Linked DNA regions of Zea mays: regions 2 and 3 are each linked to region 1. Evidence: chromatin contacts called from public Hi-C data. All regions are on one chromosome and are shown on one strand. Each heading gives the region's core, a stretch centred on a gene start, on an enhancer-like site or on the middle of the called end of the contact. The rest is flanking DNA. Distances are from core to core; before and after follow the strand shown. Region 1 has its middle 24 kb from the start of LOC103637928. Region 2 holds the start of LOC100282953 (40S ribosomal protein S17-like). Region 3 has its middle 18 kb from the start of LOC103637933.

The links. Hi-C and Micro-C count contacts between places; a contact is called where the count stands out from the background.
Region 2: a contact with region 1 is called in a Hi-C map of leaf, with 3 times the contacts expected there. The contact joins the promoter of LOC100282953 here to the enhancer-like site in region 1. A contact is called at or near these places in 2 of 25 Hi-C or Micro-C datasets (leaf and tassel).
Region 3: a contact with region 1 is called in a Hi-C map of leaf, with 2.9 times the contacts expected there. The contact joins two enhancer-like sites. A contact is called at or near these places in 2 of 25 Hi-C or Micro-C datasets (leaf and tassel).

The regions. Positions count from the first base shown.
Region 1 is chr9:11,810,263-11,814,709 of Zm-B73-REFERENCE-NAM-5.0, reverse strand. It overlaps the pseudogene LOC103637929. Among protein-coding and RNA genes, the nearest start is that of LOC103637928, 24 kb to the right of the region's middle. Within about 2 kb of position 1,334, at least 18 of the 20 cell types and tissues checked have an H3K27ac peak or open chromatin away from gene starts, as enhancers often do. A contact at or near this core is called in leaf and tassel, where this site is marked.
Region 2 is chr9:11,659,146-11,663,700 of Zm-B73-REFERENCE-NAM-5.0, reverse strand. It overlaps LOC100282953 (40S ribosomal protein S17-like), which reads left to right and starts at 2,294. Exons shown (of 1, transcript NM_001291552.2): 1 at 2,294-2,968. The coding sequence starts at 2,382. The coding sequence ends at 2,810.
Region 3 is chr9:11,980,596-11,984,980 of Zm-B73-REFERENCE-NAM-5.0, reverse strand. No RefSeq gene overlaps it. Among protein-coding and RNA genes, the nearest start is that of LOC103637933, 18 kb to the right of the region's middle. Within about 2 kb of position 1,965, at least 19 of the 20 cell types and tissues checked have an H3K27ac peak or open chromatin away from gene starts, as enhancers often do. A contact at or near this core is called in leaf and tassel, where this site is marked.

The sequences.
Region 1 (4,447 bases), core at 85-2,584:
CCGTCCAGCCCGCCCAGAGCCGTGGACCAAATAGACGCCAACAGTGACAAATATGGCCACATTGTGATGGCTGACAGAGAAAGTCTTGAGGATATTGGGGCTTTATGAGCGGAGTTTTTTTTTAGTACGGGTGACTAGAACACAAGGCCATCGATCACAGTCTGCACGGACACGGACTAGTTCTCGTCGCGTCGCGGGACCAAGATAACGCGGCTTCGCATTCAACCTCAATTTGTCAAGCAACTTGCATCTTTTAAAGTAGCCACGATGATGTTTTGTTTTCCTCTACCTATTTTTTAACCATTTTCGACACTGACAACGAGAATGAGGTCTTGGAATTTTGTCACTTCTGTTCCATAGATTGTGCCTGCGCGGGACCTCAGACTGTCAGCAACGTAGCAGGAGCTACCTGTTGCGTCGCCGCACATGGCGTCATTCACTTCCCCAGCCCGGAAGGCCAGACCCCACGAATTTTCAGTGTGACCACTTTGAACATCCCCGTCTCTGTTTCGCACATGCGGATCCGTTTGAACAGGACCGAGTTGGGGATTTTAGCCAAAGGACATCTCTTCGCTGCACTAGCTAGACAGTCATCAGTCAGTGAGTACTTTCGCTGGTGCTCAACAAGCGGCAAGCGCCCCGAACGCCAGGTGCACTGCACAGGCCTCCTACCAGATCGCCAACCGACAGCGACCACCCACCAACCCAGCAGGATCACTGGATATATATCATACTAACAACTCGAAATGAACAAAAAGGAAAGCTGACAATGCTAGTGGTTCAAAAAAAAAAGAGTACGTAGATCACACTCATATACGACGAGGTATAGATGTACATGAAACACAAAAACCCAAAGTGTAGCCTGAAGCCCGTTTTTGTGGTCATGTAAGAGTCTGACCTGGCCCACTTTATACGGGCCCGAGCGCAAAAATAAGCGAGTCAAGTTCGGACAGAAAAAAATGAATCATCCGTGCTCGTCCATCCCGGTCTGTTTAATGCTAGATCCATTTAGCCCGTTTTTTGGCTAGTTTTTTCTGTGCTCACCAGTTCCAGATCGGGCTGGACGGCCCGTTTGTACACGTATACGACGAGGCACTGAGACATGCATGTGAGAAAAGGTTTTAGAGAATGCGAAACATCTCCCTACACTGCAGTAGTCTCTGTCCGATTTGGAGGCCCGAAGACAGTTACGTAACAGACATGAGACGAGAGAATAGGTTCGAGTATTGCAGAAGAAACAATTAAAACGACAAAAGAATTGATACCGGTGGCGGCCGCATGTGATGGGATCCAACAGCAAGCGACAACCGCCCGTGCTCCGCCGCCTACAACTACCACGACGTTGCTTGCTCGCTATTTCCTGTACGCGTTGTGTGGCAAATGCGAGGCTTGCGGAGCACGGTGTTTCCGCGTAAAATTCCGTAGTTTCTGCTCAGTTGTGGGTAGTGGGTACGGTGGTGAATGGCATGGCAGTGTCCATAGATTTGGGTTGCTAACGATGTGTTTGGTTCGGTGTCAATGAAGGATGGGACAGGATCAACCCTGGATTGACCCTGTCCCTTATTTTTTGAGGGATGACCTCATCCACTATTTTGGATGAATATTTCTTGACCCTAACTCTGGACCTCCAAACCAAATATATATCAACTTAGAATGATTCCACTCTATCTCTCTTCATTCTTCCTCATCCATCCATCTAAACACTACCTAAGTGTCGTCGTCTCCCGGTAAAATCCCTCGATCGACCGAGCCTTACTGCCGCACAATGACACCGTGACAACTTGTCAGCATGAGCATGAGCCAACAAAAAGCCCCCCTGCTCGATGCATGCATGGATTCAGATTCAGGGCGTAGCCGCCGTCAGTTGCTAATAAAGAGCGCCCACAAGCCCCTACCTGTTGGAAGTCTTCTATGCCGAAGATCACTCGTTTTAGGAATATCTCTATTGATGGATGAAACAAATCTTCTGACGGGAAGGCGTGCAGTGAAGCTTCGCACATTCGTGCGAGTGAAAGAATATTAGCCAAAGCCAATAGCTTTGGCCAGTGGCAGACGCCGGACAAAACTGTAGGTGAGGCCATATAGTAAGATGCAAATCACTAGATTAGACTATTAGATAAAAATAGTTTCATAATAATAATATTTACGGTGGTTCAGTGATAATACAAAAAGTGTTTTAAAATGACATGAATATAAAAAAACCTTTTTGGTCATCCTAAATGGGAGTTGGAGAGGGTAAAGAGGCATGTCAACGGTGGCGGTGTGCTGGGGCAGAGCGACTGCTTCGGCGCATCAGTGTGGTGTGTCCCGCGTCAGTGAGTCCAACGTGAAACGGTAACGGTGAGGTGACAATAGGCGAGGGCTAGTGAGGGCAAGCGGGGGTTAGCGAGGGCAGGCAATGCGGTGGTACATGGCGGCGGTAGCCATTGCCGCGTTGCAACGACACAATGAGACCCAATGAGATATTGAGCACAGGTGGTGTCATGGTGCCAAGGCAAAATCCTACCGATAACCTACCCATCTAAGGGTGCGAACTACGAGGCAAGGTAGCGGCACTGCGTGCAACGCAAGATCCTGATGAGGCTTTATTTGGGTACTCTAGTATTCATCTCATTCCACATGTATTGAGGTGGATTGGTGTGTAAATTAGTTTAACTTACACTCAAATACACCTCAATACATGTGGATTGGGGTGAATACTAGAGTACCCAGACAAAGCATGAGACGACAAGCTGACAAGTGACGAGGAGGTAAGGTGACGCTGGTAGCGGGCAAGTTAGGTCACCCAACTGATCATTTGATGACCAAAGGAGCGAGCGAACCGTGAGTGAGCTAGCGCTAGAGGAAGGAATCAAACAGTTCAATTGCGGAGTGGGCTGAGCGGTGGAGCATCGAGAAAAAATAGATCAAAGCCTAGTTTTTATTAAATTTGATCCAACTTACTATATAAAAATGATTATTTTATTGTATATCTAAACCAGGTATAAAAGATTACAAAAATTGAGGTGCGGCCATCGCCCCCATTGCCCCACCCCTTGACACGCCCTTGGCTTCGGCGGCAGCAGAGAGGCTTTAGGTGCAAGCCAAAGGAGAAGGCGACAGAGGCTTGAACCCGTGCAACCGAAGATGAAGAAAATACGCTACTGCCCTAATGGAATTTGTAAACAGTAAAAGGCACAATTGTAATCCTGTATTAGGTCATTTCGTCTCCCCTATAAATAAATGAACAGTATCCCGCATAAAGTACCTTTAGCAGGTGCTACAGCTTCGTATAGTTTAGCCTCCGAACACCTTCGTGCTAGCTTTCATCAAGAAGCTGAAGATATGATTGTAAACTTGTATGAGAAGAGAAATAAAATATTAAGGCACATGAGATGAGTTCTCATATTTTTTATCATACTTCGTGTATTCCATTCGATTATACGCAACCTTTGTCATTGAGTTGTTATTCCGAAGAGATAACACTTCAAGGACGAAGGCCTATACTTTTTAACATCATATTGTCTTATTTTTAATTCCATGCAGCAATTGAAAACAAGTCACCAACATCGCCGGTCATGGCGGTCGCCAGCGCCCAGATCACGACGTCGACTAGAGCGACATCAGCAGGGGCACCCTTGCCGCGAACACCACGGTGAACAGTGGAGAGCGCCCAGACCGCCACCTTCACCCTCCTCCTGTCCGCGGGCGCCGCTGCGCGCTCGAACCCGCGGAGGGAACACAAGAGCGGCACCAGCGCGGCGTAGGCAAGCGAGCCTGGCTCGCCCCACGACCCGTAGGGGGCGACCACGACGGAGGTGCACCGTGCACGTGAGGAGCTATATACCGCCTGATTGGTGCACCGTTCGCCCGTAACCAGCTCGTATGTAGAAGGTTATTTAGGGCGTACGAGGGGATGCAACCAAATAACTACAAAATAACTTATGTTGCGTCCTGATTACACATCTTTCATATGCAGATAACTAAACATATGCTCCGATAAAGTCAAACACACGTGGTCGCTCCGGATAAGAATATGCAGGCAACCAATTAATCATATAGTGATAATATCTTTACTTGGATCGGTTAGGCAGAGCGATATATTGCACCGACGGACCTGCAGTGATTCTTGTACTGCTGCGGGCTGCGGGCTGCGGGCTGCGGAGTGATAGGTGCACTGCCCACTTGTTATTTGCTAGTTGTTGTTGGGTGCCGACTGCCGAGGAGCGTAGGGCTTGCAAAAATTCAAGTCAACGTGCGCTGCTGGCTCATATCATACGAGCTAGAGCTTCCCACATCTAGCTCCTCACTACTCTCCGTCGCCTTCCTCGCTGATCTGCTGCAATACCCACGGGCGGCGGAGATATATGGACATCATCAAGACGGCGTCAGAAACCAGCATGCCCATGGCCTGAGCGCCTCCGCTGCCATGACAAAACGACAGGTCCGTCTGCGCTCCCTATATATC
Region 2 (4,555 bases), core at 1,045-3,544, 150 kb after region 1:
CAAGGAGATCTTCGGAAATGAAGCGGATGATAAACGCCGTTCTTTTCAGGGATGACGCTGATCATCGTCGCGCACCGCCGCGCCGGCGGCGAGGGTGGTGGCGGTGGTGCCGTCGTCGCCGGAGACGGGCCGATCCAGGGGTTCCTGCGCCTCCTCATCACCAAGGTCGCGGCTGGAGCGGCGGCGGCGCTAGTCGGCCTGATGGTCATGGCTCTCACCCTCTACGGAGCTAAGTAAGTTCCTAGTTCCTACCGCCGAACGACCTCACCGGCTATTTAAAATTCAATAGCAACAAGATTTTTTAACTCATTCAATCTTCTCTGATATCTTTAGGTTGCTGGACAGCAACGTCCTCTATATTCATTCTCTATATTCGTCTTTTACAATCTTCTCTAAAAGATTTCATCCTCTATATTTTTTTCCTCTCTAACAACATCCTCTAAATCACGTCCTATATACGTAAATATCTATATTAAAGACATTTTTTACTTTTGTACATACGTATTTATCATACTCTCAAATGTATTATACATATTTTAGTTTTGCTAAACCAGTTATTTTAAGTATTCAAATGGATAGAGGGTCGTCTAGAAAAACTCTATATATAGAGAATCCAGCAGTGTCCTCTAAATTTAGGGTGTGTTTGGTTGTGGGACAGCTAGGACGGGATCGTCCCCTGACGTCCTCTCTCGTCCCTCCAATTTTGAGGGACAACAGGGGACAACACAGGATAGTACTGTCCCAACCCTTGACCCAGAACCAAACAACCTAATTTGAGGGATCGTCCCATCCCATCCCGTCCTATTCAAATGGATAGAGGATCGTTAAGAGGACACTGCTAGAGAGCGTAGAGAACCGTTTGATCCTCTATATTATGGTACAGAAGCTTTTAAAGTATCTTGTTGGAGTCAGTCTTAAACCCAAACAAGCCTCTAGTGAGTGTAAAACCTCTTACACTCTCTCACCGAAACGAATATATTGCAGAAGGAACAGAACGACAAAAGCATTGATACGGTGGCGGCGTGATGGGATCCAGTGGCGAGCATATTTTCCAACAGGTTCGTCTTCGCAGAGCAGGTAGTTCATTGCTCAACCGGTCAAGCGTATCGGACAAGGAGTGTCACAGTTGGCACTCAGGCAATTTGAGGGCGAAGCAAAATCTGTTGGTATTGGTCTGTCTCATCAGTGGTCTTTGAGGAGGAGGCACCGTTTACCAATGTGCTTGCAAAAGGCGAGAGCGTCAACAAGGCTGAAACTTCTTCAATACACGCCACAAATCAACACATGAACAGTCAAAGAAAGACACTTCACCTCACCACATCCTTCCAAAGATGCCGTTCCCTTCATTTGATGCTGCTTGGATCGACAAGTGTCACAATTTACTTCGCCATTTTCAGCATTCCTACAACTCTATGGGTTACGATGGGGCAGCATCCATGCACTTAGATGGGAATCTAGCAAAGTGGTGACATACTTTCTTGGCAGATTATCCAAATCAGTTCCAATCTAGCAAAGGATGAGAAGATAGATGGAGAGAGAACTCTTCTCTTGATTACTTCTTTAAGATGTGTATTAAACTTAGAATCAATATTGCAAGAGAGTGGAGAACCCAAGAAGATAGTAATCGTAATAAGTGAAAGGAAAATGTGACACAACGATTTTTACCGTGGTTCGGCCAATGCCTACTCTACGTTGTGGTGACCTCTTTTGGTTAAGGGTTACACTCAACCCCTTTCAAGTGATCTAAAGATCAAACTTGAGATCAACAGTGAACCTGTACCCATCTATAATAAGTCAAAATCCTCCGATCCACCCCAATCCACATGAAATTGGAATAACCGAACAAGGTGCTTATTCGTTTCACCCTTAATCCATATGGATTGCGTAATATTGAGTTGGTTTAAATCCATAGTAAGTCAAAATCTATCCCTATTTATTCCAATACACTACAATTTAGGTCTTATTCGATTATTCCTATTATACATGGATTGTATGAGATTAGAAAAAAATTAAGAAAGTTTGACTTGTTTGGGATTTAAACTCACCAAATCCCACTCAATTCATATGGATCGAGAGCAAATCGAAAACCCTGATATATATAGAATTGAAATAACCAAACATAACCCGGTATGAACTGATGGGCCAAAAAGAATTCCAAAGCTCCGACACAAGCAGGCCAGGCAACAAAGCCCAACACTCGCACCATCTATATCTGTCCGCCCATATCAAATGAATAGCTCAGATCCACAACAAATAGCGAAACCCTAGCCCAAACTCGACCGCCTCTGCTATAAGTAGCTCCACTCTCTCTCCTCCAAGCCTACCCCAGCCGCCGCCGCCGCCACCGCCACCTGCCCCAGCGCGCCGCCGCCGCAGCCACCATGGGTCGCGTCCGCACCAAGACCGTGAAGAAGACCTCCAGGCAGGTGATCGAGAAGTACTACTCCCGCATGACCCTCGACTTCCACACCAACAAGAAGGTGCTCGAGGAGGTCTCGATTCTGCCCTCGAAGCGCCTCCGCAACAAGGTGGCTGGCTTCAGTACCCACCTGATGCGCCGCATCCAGCGCGGCCCAGTCCGCGGCATCTCGCTCAAGCTGCAGGAGGAGGAGCGCGAGCGCCGCATGGACTTCGTGCCGGAGAAGTCCGCGCTCGAGGTCGAAGAGATCCGCGTCGACAAGGAGACCATGGAGATGCTCGCTGCCCTCGGCATGGCCGACCTGCCCGGCGTTGAGCGCCAGGCTGAGGTCTCCAACGCCCCCGCCTACGGCCGCCCGCAGTACGGTGGTCCCCGCCGTGACCGCGTTTAGACTTCGCGGTGGTTGCCTCTTGATCGCACTGCTATTCGTAGTTGTTGTCCTACTATGCTAAACTTCTTTTAGATCTTTGGTTGCATCTGTGGCGGTTAAGTTTTGAACTTGCCTGTTATGGTATAAATTCTGAAGTGTTTGGTTCTGCGTGTGATGAACATGATAATTTATATTCTTGCGCTTTATAAGTTACTATGAGATGCTCATATTTTTTTATTTGACTGCTAGTTATCTTGAATATGTGCATGCGACATAGGGATTTGTATCTATGCTGCATGCTTTTAAATGTAATTCAAATTTGGTGTTGCTGTTAGGTTCATTGTGTACTGTGCAGATTAAATTTCTTTTTATTTTCATTCATTTGCTATACAGTTCAATGCTGCCTAGATGTTTGGCTGTTAGCTAGAGCCAATATGATCTGGGTCGGTCGATGAAGTCTTATCAATCCAATGAAACTTTAGCTATGCATTTTCAATTCAACTAGTACATTTTTAGTGTACTGAATTGGCAATATCTGTTAGCCTCTACTGAACTCTTTCTTTATTACTTGAAATTGGGTTTACTCTGTAGCATTACAACAACTTCAGATTATAGCATTTTTCACTTTCATATTTGTCGTATTCTTGTCCTCCATGTTGTCAGCACTGTGTGGTCTATTCATTTCTTTGTTTCTATAGGAAACTTGGCTTGTTTTAATTGTGTTCTATTGATGTAGTTGTTTAAATAACTTGGTTTTAAACTCATTGTTAAAGGCTGAAACGTTCCTATGATATAGAAGTAAATAGTGATCTGTTAGAACAACGATAAAGTGATTTTTCCCTTGAATACCAATATATATTGTTTGTTTGTATGTCATGCGAATTGAATTATATGTGCTTTTCTCTGTCCTTCTTTGTAGCATACGTTTGAAGTATATTCAATGGAATGTTTATTAGTACTTTGATTTGAGAATTTGTTAATGTAACCACACAAAGCCTCGTCAGTAGATGTTGTTGTAGAATGTTTCTACTGTTTTTTATTAATATTGTTCAACTTGCTGCTTCTTAAATCTATAAGGGCTAGTTTTGAAATTCAAATCCTCTCTAGGATTATTTTCCCCTCAATCCCTTCCAATCCCGGAGGGGATTTGAGTTATAAACTAGCTCTAAGGGCTGATTTGGTGACCAGGGATCACAGGGTTGGAGGGGATTGGGGGAGAAATTAGTTCATTAGCTCTAAGGGCTGATTTGGTGACCCGTGATCCCCTTGTCACCAAATCAATCCTAATTGTAATTTTATCCACCTGTTTTCTTTGATCACTGAAATTTATGTGTAGTGATGCTGTATTTTGGACACCTTCTAGATTTTTTTTGTGAATCTCGGCCTCATTAGTTTCACAAGGCATACATGTGAAATAACCTGCTGCCTTCATTTCTGTTGGCCAGCAGATGTTGAATATGACAATGGGGGGCCTGCCTGTTCTGGACTGATGGAAAACTATCGCCCATTTTTATATCAACAAGCCTCATAATTCATTTTATCCAGCAAGAATTGAAAAGAGGTGCTCCTCTGGGCAGGTTTGGTAGGTGAGACCTGTCTCACTGGCTTCAGGTTGGAACTAGACTCTCGCTGGGAACGGTTGCCTTAGTTTTTAGACTCCAGTACTCCACTCGGTGTGGTAGCATTCGGGTCCTCTGGATTCTTAGTTCAATCTGTTCCACCGTTTATTATTTGGGTACAGTGTAGGTGTTCATATATATATATAT
Region 3 (4,385 bases), core at 716-3,215, 170 kb before region 1:
ATAGTCCGGTGAATTTTAGCCACGTCGCACGTTCGATTCCCGAGAGCAGCCAGTTCACCGTCGAGCAGCCTGGGGCACCGGACACTGTCCGGTGCACCAGGCTCGAGCTGGTTTTGGCTGTACAGAGCCAACTCTTCTCCATCTTCTTTCTTATTTTCTTGGCACTGTTTCTAGCACTTAGATAAACATGTTAGTATTCAAAAACAATTTGCTAAGTCTAGAAACACACCTTGTTCTTTGATTTGCACTTCTCACACATTTAGCACATAAGAACTCAAACAGTATGCGTTGGGCATCTAATCACCAAAATACTTATAGAAATGACTCAAGGCCTCATTTCCCTTTCAAGTATAACTTAGGCCATACCTAAGTTTGAGAAATACACATCAATTCTACGGTTCATTTCTCCTCTCCCCGCCTATGTCCAGCTCATCCACTCATCCAGACACCCACGTCGGCGCAGCCCTCGGCTCTCTTCGTCCTGCCACCCCAACGCCCCGCCCTAGGCCCTAGCCCTCAGCCGCCCCAACAGCCGCTGACCGCCGCCCCTTGCAGTTGGCTCGTCCGGCCAGCCCCCCCTGCGGCCCTGCCCCTTGGCTCCCGGTGCCTGCCGACCATCTGCCCCATGAGCAGACCATGTACGGCCAGAGTGACAGGACGTCGTGCCCTTTGGAGGATTTGGATCCTATTGCACTGCACGCCTGTGTTAGATTGATAGATGGTGCAATAATGCTCTGGTATGTATGCATATCATCAAAATTTTGATTGCTTTTGCTACCAATGGCAATATATCTGTACACCTGTTTTAGGATTATATTAGTCCCTTTCTATAAGTGTGTAGAAACTACTCAATGTTGAAGTGTTCTGGTGGTTTTCTATGAACAATAGTGTTCTCACTTACGGAAACTTAGGAATGGCAAAAAAAAAGATACTTTTTTTGGAAATAGTATAGATCATTATTTTTTAATTGTCCCGCTGCTTAGATCTGTGTATAGTGTAGTTAACTGTGCTTTTGCGCATAAATTACACGTACGAATGTGCATCAGCGATTTAGTATATGTTGTGCGTTTTTGTTCAACAATTTGATTGATTGTATGCTAAATACTATACGGCGTAGAGTCATATCTAATTTTTTTCCGTCCTCAGCCACTGCGAGGAATGATGGTGTTTGGTTCACTTGTTAAGACCTAGTTTTAGTATTCTAGTATTAAGCTCAAATCATATGTATTGAGGTTGATTGATGTGTAACTTAAATTAATTTTGGTGACAAGATAGAGCGGGAAACTTGCAAGTCAACGTGGTCCGGCTCAAATGAGCAGAGCATCCACATCTACGCGGCCCCTCCTGGTTATTAGATGGCGAGATGGAGGGGGGAGACTTGCAAGTCAACGTGCTCCGTCTCAAATGAGCAGAGCTTCCAGATCTAGGTAGCCCCGGCCTCTTGGTCGCAAATGCTCGTCGAAGGAGACTGCACACCATGTTGGCCTCAAGCGGAGCTCTGCTGCTTCCACTCGTGCCGTGGCACGAGCAGGTTTGCCCCCCCTGGTCTCCCTTTCTTGAGCGTTCCTTTCCCTGTGAGAAAGCTAGTACTTTTTTTTTCCTAATTTTGGGGGGCAAATCTAGTTGTCTGGTTTGTTCCGAGCCGAGCAACTCGGTTGTCCCAGCAAGACCGCAGTTCCTTCTGGAGAGCCATCAAACAGGATCACTGAAATGGAAAAATCTGACAGCTCGCTACAAAAGGTGTTAGTACATTTTAAAGGAAAGGCCAACGATGGATAATCTTCTGAATACATGAGTTGTCATCGTCCTTCTCCTGGCGACCAATGGTACTCTCAACCTCCCAGAAGTAGAACTGTTTGTTCAGTATTTTATTTTTTTCCAAAAAGGATATTCGGTCAATACTATACTTAGAATGGGCCGGTGGCTTTAGGCCTATATCGGTACTATGCATGGAGGCCCAGGTTCAGCCTAGATGCATATCAGCTAGCCCTCCCTCGTCAGTCGATATTATTTTTCTCAGATGTTATTTTGCAGGTCGGGGGGGGGGGGGGGGGAGTAGTTGAATGGTGCTGATTTTTTTGGTAGAAAGCTAAAAAAACTGACGACCCTGCATATCAACTAAAGTAGCACGTAGAAATCTTGGGAAGCCGGTACAGCTCACAATTTGGTTCCACACGCGAAAAGCATCAAGACACTTGCATGTGCCTGCACGCCGCCAGATTATTACGACCGTAACCATGTAACAAAATTTCAAATACTAATTGTTGCCGTCAGCTGACGTAAGCTATAGAGGATTTGGGAATCCTTCATTAACGCAAATATGCCTAATTTTTTTTTTGTAGTTGGTCTTTTTTTGAAACAAATTCATGTTTAGACCTTTGACGATTTAATGTCGTTTTTAGGCCTTTTGCTGGGCGCTATAAATCATGACGACAATATAATATGTCTCGGCGTCATGACTTATAATGTCGAGGTAATAGATACACACTGGACTACTCATGCTACGATGGCGTCTATGCTTAGCTTGGCGTCATAGATCACGGCGCCGAGCTCACGGCTGACGATTGCAACGCTTCCGGCGGCGAGAATTGATGCCGCATCCAACTTGCATGTCTCTAGCGCGGTCTCATCCTTCATGCATGAGTTCTTTTCTTTGTCAAAAATAATGGACGTTGATGGCAGCAACTCTAGTCCCACCGCATCCATAGCACATCACCGTGATTTATTTCCGTACGAAGCAAATTGCTTGGTAAAAACAGTTGATCCTAATTTAATTTGCATTAAAGTTGATAAGAGGGGTATAATAAGACATGTTGGAAATATACCACTGAATAACAAGTACGTATGTTGGGAATATAATAGCTGATGATATGAAAAATCTCTTCTCTGATTGCAAAATTTTTGTTCATCGGATCTGGAACTGACAAGAAGGCAGCCAAACGAAAAGGTTACGTGGATGTTGACTTTGTTTTTCTGATGGGGCACGTCCACGTTCCAGTAATCCAGTCGAATTACTTGTTTGCACTTTTGCAGTGGTAAATTTGTTGGAGCAAACTGTGGATTAGTTCAGACTTTCACCTGAAATGATGGACACGTTTTTTTTTTTTTTTGCAAATGATGGACGCGTTTTTTTGCTTGGTCAACTGCTCGTACTGGAATAAATCACTGTGACGTGCTATGCATGCGATGGGATCACAGTGCTGCCATCAACGTCCATCATTTTTTACCAACCAAAAAACATGAAGGATGTGACCGCTAGGCATGCAGGCAGTTGCATCCGATGATACGTGGTGGGGCCGCGCAGTTTTCAAATCCGACATTCTCGCCGCTGGATCGAGTCATGCAGCTCTGCGCGTCCGTGGTCAATGGCGCCGAGCTAGGTCAGGTAGAGGCCAACGTATTATAAAGAGTTCAGCGTATCTGGTATCTCGCTATGGCGTCGAGATATATTGCCTCGGCATGACGTAATAAAAAAGTATTGTTCTACACTGTATATTATATTATATTGTATTATATTATATTATATTATTGTTTGTATAATAAAGTTAAAATAGGAAATGAGATTATATTATTGTTTGTATAATAAAGTTAAAATAGGGAGTGAGATAGAATTTACGGGAGATTGTCTAACTGACTTCTACAGCAGGTTCGCATGCCAGTGATGCCGTGACCTGCCTAGATATCAGTAAAGGCGTAAGCAACTCCAAAAACATTTGTAAACCACAAAAAAAACATATACTCTCTCTGTTCCAAAATTATAATTCGTTTGACTTTTTTTACTTTAAGTTTGACTGTTTGTCTTATTTAAAATATATATATATATTGTTAAATTTTATTGTGATATCGTCTAATATATAATATACTTTAAGTATGACTTTGAATTTTTCATTTTTTTTGCAAAATTTTTTTGAATAAGACGAGCCGGTCAAACTTGACAAACAAGTCAAACGAACTATAAATTGGGACAGAGGAAGTATTAGAAAAAAAATCTTACTCCCTCCGCCCCAAAATAAATTTTGTTTTACCTTTTTATTTGATTCATACAATAATTAATGTATTTGTTTTATATATTTGTATAGATTCATTATTATCTATTTTAACATAGACAAAAAAATCAAGAGGTGTCGGCGTTTCGACTTCGGGGGTCCCTGGACCGACGAGTAAATTTGTCGCTGCGTGTCCCAGCCCAGATGGGTTGGCGCAAGATGGAACACAAGGGAGAAACGCGGCTCGTGTTATCTCGCACCAGGGGGGTGTGCTCGTAGTAGGGGTTACAAGCGTTCGCGAGAGAGAGAGAGTGAGCCTGTTCGTCAGCTCGTCCCTCTGCGTGACCCTCTCGCATGAAGGCCCTGGACCTCCCTTTTATAGATGCAAGGAGAGGGTCC